2 separate regions of the Danio rerio genome follow, and region 2 is linked to region 1. The links are chromatin contacts, called in public Hi-C maps. All regions are on one chromosome and are shown on one strand. Each heading gives the region's core, a stretch centred on a gene start, on an enhancer-like site or on the middle of the called end of the contact. The rest is flanking DNA. Distances are from core to core; before and after follow the strand shown. Region 1 has its middle 31 kb from the start of pi4k2b. Region 2 holds the start of dlc1 (DLC1 Rho GTPase activating protein).

Region 1 (3,582 bases), core at 585-3,084:
AGCTTTTCCATCATAATTTATTTTAAATTTCTGTACAGTTGTATAGTACTTTATTTTAAAATACAAATTTAAAACAATTATAGCATTATTTATATAACAAATGGCCATATTATAAGGTTAAGCTTTATTTTAATATTATTTATTGTCAATGTAATGATAATAGTTATTATTATATATACATATTTATTTATTAACAACTACATCTGCAGAGTTGTTTGTGCAAATGGTATAGTATTTTATAAATGTGTGTGTGTGTGTATTTATACTGGCTGCATAATAATGGAGAAATCAGACAGCAATATTTTGTTTTTTATGTATATATATATATATATATATATATATATATATATATATATATATATATATATATATATATATATATATATATATATATATATTCATATATACATTTTATATATATATATATATATATATATATATATATATATATATATATATATATATATATATATATACATATATACATTATATATATATATATATATATATTCATATATACATTTTATATATATATATATATATATATATATATATATATATATATATATATATATACATATATACATTATATATATATATATACATTATATATATATATATATATATATATATATATATATATATATATATATATATATATATATATATATATATATATATATATATATATATATATATATATATATATATATATATATATATATATATATATATATATATATAAATATCAGCACTTTATTAATTAGTGCTGATATTTATACATTTATTTGAACAGTGAATTAAAAAAAAAAACATTACAGAGTATTATTTGTGAAATAATTTCATTAAGCTTATAAATGGTTACAAGTACATAAATTGTCATTTAAATTATTAATATACCAACAATATAATAACATTTTCCTTCGGCTTAGTCCCTGATGTATCAGGAGTCGCCACAGAGGAATGAACCGCATATTAATATTATTTTAAATAATTACTTTATAGTATTTATATGCTTTATAACAATAGAATTTAAACAGTGTATTATGTTGGAAAAATATATTTCTAATAAAATAATAATTGGTATTAAAAAAAATGGAAATGTAGCGAACATTATAGTGAATTGAAAATGTAATACCAACAAAAATATGTTCTCAGCATAGTTAAAAAATTTCATATTGTTTAAACCATGATAACATGTCTACAGGGCTGTTGCAGGTGTTTTTGTAGTTTATGATAAATATGCTAAATAAACATGATAAATAAATATGATAAATAAACAAATAAAAAAAGTAAAAGTACTGTGAAGTAGCTGTAGTAGTACACTGTTTAGGTATGAGGGTAAGCAGCTGTTTATAACTAAATGTTTTCCTTAATGCAGTGTTACCAAACGCAGACAAAGCTCTGGGCTTGTAGGACATTAGTAACAACAAAATAAATCAAATTATGTTTGAGCAGAAAACATCAGTCTCTTTGTCTCAGGAGAGAGAAACAGCTGTGCGACTGATGATCTCAGAGTCTGATTACATAATGCATCTATACTGCTCAAACAAAGAAGGAATTGTCATGGCAATGCTTCAGGCAAAACTCGTACCCAAACCCACTTTTGTACCTGTCCATCTCTCACATTCTCAAACAATCTGACTTCCAAGAAAAGTTTGACATGATAAAAATAAAAACCCTCGTGGTCTCATTTATAAACCAATCTAAGCGGAGAAATAGAGCTGTCGTACTTTTCTTGGAACTCGAAAACAAGCCAGGAAAAGACAGATAAGATACGTGTGTGAAAGAGAACGAGAGAGGAGAAGAACATTCCAGAGTTTTCCCCTCTTTCTTCTGAGAATGAGCCGGAGTCCAGTTCCCACATTGATAAATGACAGCATGTTGTGTAATGGCGAAAACGGGACAACAAACTCCTCTAGATTGAGTATATGTATATATTTAGATGAGTCAAACTGTCCAGAACTAAGCAAAAGAATCAGATTCCATAATATTGGTAAATTACCAGTTTGTAAACATTCAGGATGTGTGCGCATCGAGGTTGCAAAAAACCACCGGGAGCGCTAGCATCTACAGCAGTAAGGGAATGACATCCGATGTGGTAGAGAGTTTGTTGTTGTATTAGAGATAAGTTATATTGATTACATTATTTATATAATGCTTTCAGCGTATTATAACAGCTTGTCACCCATTTAAATGAATGCTAAAGTGAGCTGCATTTGTCTGACAGATAGCACCCTCCCAATGAATATCGGATAAGATGAAATGGCCAAGCATCCAGCCCCAAATATACAACTCACAATCTCACTGAAACTCCAAATGATTTTACAAGAGCGAAAGTAAGGTCCTACAAGTCTTTGGATTCCTACAACTTTGTTCTGTGTGGTCATGTGCTAGAAATAATGTTCCATGATTAACAGATTTGTACATTTTAATTTTAGCATTCAATGTCCGCAGTTTAATTCACCATATTTAACTGTTTTTTTGCTGAAATCATTGCTGCAATCAAAAATGAGTAACGTGTATGACTCAGCATAGCGTGAACGTAACTGATATAAAATAAGAACTGCAGAGTCGAGTATTTTTAATCAGGTCTTAACTCCATTCAGCATTTCTGACGGCTGATAGCCAAAGATGTCTGCGGTTGGCATTAAAAGCAGTGTGGTGTACTGTAAAATTTAAGTTTTCTATTTTCGGATTTTCAATTTTGGCATCCTCCCACGCAACATGACATGTTTGCAATTGCAACAGTGCTTTTTTTCAACCAGTATGCACGATTGAATGTGTGTGACATGGGTTGGTAATTCCCCTAATGAAATGTACTGCTCAAAAAAATAAAGGGAACACTTGGAGTTACATTGTGTTGTTTAATTGTTTCCTTTATTTATTTTTAACAGTTTACAGTAATGAAACATCATGTGCAAACTCATTTTCTTTCGTGCTTAAACGGAAGGTTCACCCAAAATAATGCTAGAAGTCAATGGGTCACAGCAACCTCTATTTTTCCTAAATCTTCATTTGTGTTTAGCAGTGAGTAAATGATGACAATTGAAGTTTTTAGGTGAACTATCCCTTTAATTAAGCTACGTATAAGTAGTAAGTGATATGCTTTACATGTTTGTTTATATAACTACTAGTTTTATTTATTGCATTAATATTTAATATCTCTCGATTAAATACACTATGAACAGCAGCTCTGCTCATTATTTTCTTTATTCTCTATTTCCACCTGAGGATACTCAACTCGAGGCCTCTAAAGATTGTGCAGCACCACAAATGTGATCCAAGACCTTATGAAGAGATGCTGCCAAGGTATCCATAACCCTGGACCAGGCTGTATCCTGAGCAGATGCTGTGGCGGTCATAGAAGAGCAGAGAGCATGAGTCTTTGCATTGATGCCATGGGCCAGCCTGAACACCCGTGGGTAACCTACAAACCAATGGATGTCCAGCATTCTCAGCCTCCGGTGCCTAGACTGCAGCTCTGCGCAAGTTTGGCCAGAGGAGAAATGGTCGTGCCCAACTGAGCCTGGCTTCTCTCAAGTTTTTTTTTTCTCCCTTCACTTTTGTCAATTGGTGAAT
Region 2 (3,582 bases), core at 345-2,844, 240 kb before region 1:
AGGTCCTGCCTGTTCCCTATTTTGATTCCTAAATCCATACACTCATATAGGCCTAGTCAGACAGAAAATACACACACGGTGAGGCAACAGCACTGTAACAACACTGTCCTGGACTAACCTTCAGCTGAAACCAAAGAAACCACACTGCCACCTGCTGGAGGACTCTGGTGAAGCCAGTAAACTGTCAGGCAAGCAATTTGAATGGTCATTAACCAGCTTTTACTACAGAATTTGGTGTATAACATATTCAAATCCCAGGTATCGTGTTGGAGATAACAACACGCCATATGTTTTGATACGATTTTATTATTCAAGGCATTATATATAATATTTAAAATGTTTTGAGAGCTTGTTCATCACCAGTCTAGCAAGCATAAATATATCAAACCATCTGGTGTGATTTCTGTTTTTCCCTCACGAGGCCATGTTCCTGGTGAATTTAGCAAGTTTAACTAAAAAAAATAATAATAAAAACAACAACACCGCGCAGCATGTTAATGAGGTGTGATCAAACCCACCTCCGACTGACCTACTTACTGTGTATCCAGATGGACAAAATCGTTAACTTTTCAGTGGTGCGATTTATTTACAGTTTCTCCGGTATAATTTATCTCGTTTACTTTTTATCTTTTGGAAAAATCTCTGAAAAACGCAAACGTCGTTATATAAAGCCCAAGTCCAGTAGTGCCCGCCCACCCCTGCCAATCATGATTTGCGGGATTCTGATTGGCTGATTCTGCTCATCAGTTGCAGATGGAAGCTTACAGCCTTCATCAAGGGAGGAATATAGGCAGTCTAAATCGCCTTAGCTCTTTTTGGGAGAACATTGGAAGGCTCGAGAGTCTGGTAATTGTGTTTCTTGTAATGAGATGGATGGGAGAGAGCGAATGAGATGAACACAGAATGAATGAATAGAGGGGGAGAAAAAGAGATGAATAGCTCTTTTGGACAGACAGGTGTGATGAACACAAACACCGCAGAATTATACAGCCCAGCAGCACAGCCTGTAGCCTGCGACCAGTTGATATTGTTTAGCTCTGTGGTTCTCAATCAATGGTCTAGGCCCTACCAGGGGAGGAAAAAAGATGATTTGGAAATTATATTATAACAGATTGAAAAGAAATATTACAATAAGCAAAAATAACTAACAATATTAATTCGCCTCACAAGAACATTTCAGTTTTAGATAGCCATGCAAATAGAAAATTAACCCTGTGGTTTTCGAAATTTTGGATAGATGGATGGATGGATGGATGGATGGATGGATGGATGGATGGGTAGGCTACATTGTATGCATGTGTGTGAAAGTCAAAAAAAACAAAAAACAAAATAGTTTGGCTGATGGTAGAGGTATGTTTATTACTTATAATATATAAAAATATAAATATATTGTTTCATTATTCACTTAATTTTCCTGTTTGCTTAAACAACTAATTTAAAATGGATTTATATAAATCAATAAGTTATAAAAATTATTTTTGAGAACTGGAATGTGTGGTGACTTTATTATGCCGTTAGATGGCGACAGGTGATTGTTTTCATGAATAAGTCAGCAGCAAAGACTTTTATTATGAAATGGAGCAGAACACATGTACAGACCACCAAACAGTACCAGTGTTGTATTCTACAACAAATTTTACTGTTCACAGCAGACATTCAAAGTGATGTTGAATATGGGAATGAAGGTAAGGTCATAATTATTACCTCTTTAATACTTTTTTAGCTGAGCAACTTGCTACTTAACTAGTTGTTAAGTTTTGATGTTCATCTGCTTATGCACTTTTTAAGTCGTGACGTATTGGTAACGTATGGAATACTGTTTCCAGGTACAAGCCGCTATATTGAACTGAGAAAATATTTATTTATAGACACTTGTTGTCCTATCACACATTGAAGTGATTTTTATATGAAATCACAGTGTAAATCACAGTCTCTGGACAAAAATTTTACCAAAAGTATTATAGCGCTTTGTAAATGCTTATTATTACAATTTGATGAGTCTCCCCATACAGTTTGATAGAGCGCTTGGACCCGAAAGATGCTTCACGTGACGTCACACTTAACAAGCTGATAGAGCAGAGACTTTTCCCTTTTGATATTTTCTTCTTTAGGAAGAAACTGTATACAAATTTGTTTTAAATACATGAAAAATGTTAAAGAAAAGGCTGTTTCAAATCCCTTTATATCCATGATAATAAAGCTATATTACTTATGTAATTCTGTTCCTAACATTAAATAACACTTTCTATTTTAAGTTAATATTGGCAGAACTTCTTATTCACGTTATTAAAATATTCCTAAAACAAAACTGTTCATTGTTGCTCATTAATGCCTTATCATTACACGGCACTCTGGAATACTTGATTATAATTGATCTATTGATCAATTCTTGATTCTAAATCTATCACAACAATCCGAGGTTATTCCCTAAATATAGTCGACTTCGAATCAACTTGACTGTTAGTTTAGTGAAGGCTGTATTCAGCTGTTTTTTTTTTTTTTTTTTTGTGTCAGGTTTATGTTTATAGTGTTAATACATTATTACAGCTTGTGTTTTGTGTCTGGTTGGTAGAACTAGTTTGTAGTTTTTGCAGAATAAAATCAATAAAGTCTTATCAAAGACCATAGAGTACGATGCCTTATACCGTACGTTCACACCGAAAGCGGCGAGAGCGTCAAAGTAGCCGGAAGTCATTCATTTTCAATGAGAGCCGGCGGCGATAGGCGACGATAAGCGGCGAGGAGCAGTGCGGCGCGTCTTCGCCGGCGTGAGCGTCGAGGAGAGTTGAAATGAAGTCAACTTTATGGTAATGAGCTATGACGCGTTTCGGCGGCAAGCAATCAGAATGAAGACGTCCACCGCTTGATAGCAGTTCAGGGAACACAGACCTGTGAACTTTGGTTCCGACCACAGTTGTTCCCAAGGGTTTGATTATTGCGGTCGCCGGATTTCCAATTATTTACAATGTTTTCCTACAGGAACATACATTAAATAAGTTACTGGCGAGTTACTGATGTTCATTAATGTTATATAAATTTATCTTTAAAAAGCGGGAATCTCACGCGATGTGACAGTACAAAACAGTACTGCTGCTTCAGGATATTTCAGACATATGGACACATATTGGATAAATAGAGCAAAGCCACACCACACGCAACTTGATCTTCGATTGTTATATGAATTTGATAAAAAGTGCGCAACATTTTCACGCTAAAAACATGCCTTATGCAGGAATGTAACTGATATGCTGCAACGGCTCCTTTAAATATGAGATCAATGTAGCGAGTTTTGACGCTCTCGCCGCCGGAGCTGAAGGCAGTCAGCGTTGTCGCCAGGGCGGCCAGAGCGACCTTGGACGCTCTCGCCGCTTTCGGTGTGAACGTACGGATAGAGACTTCTATGAAAACAACCGCCTTGATATGCATTATCTTTTACTTTACTCACAGCTCTTTGGAATACTTGATTCTGATTGGTCACTCCCAACATAAGAACACAAGAAATGTTATTCTCAGATACAAGCTCATCTGGGTACTCCAACCGCATAACAATGTGTCAACTAATATGCTCACATCAATATACAT

Evidence for each region. Hi-C and Micro-C count contacts between places; a contact is called where the count stands out from the background.
Region 2: a Hi-C map of hematopoietic stem cells shows a contact between it and region 1, with 2.7 times the contacts expected there. The contact joins the promoter of dlc1 here to the enhancer-like site in region 1. A contact is called at or near these places in 2 of 18 Hi-C or Micro-C datasets (embryo and hematopoietic stem cells).

What each region holds. Positions count from the first base shown.
Region 1 is chr1:16,777,128-16,780,709 of GRCz12tu, reverse strand. No RefSeq gene overlaps it. Among named protein-coding and RNA genes, the nearest start is that of pi4k2b, 31 kb to the right of the region's middle. Within about 2 kb of position 1,834, at least 10 of the 62 cell types and tissues checked have an H3K27ac peak or open chromatin away from gene starts, as enhancers often do.
Region 2 is chr1:17,015,744-17,019,325 of GRCz12tu, reverse strand. dlc1 (DLC1 Rho GTPase activating protein) reads left to right here and starts at 1,594. Exons shown (of 20, transcript XM_073949948.1): 1 at 1,594-1,685. It overlaps LOC141385537 (a long non-coding RNA gene), which reads right to left and starts at 707. Exons shown (of 3, transcript XR_012405884.1): 1 at 538-707.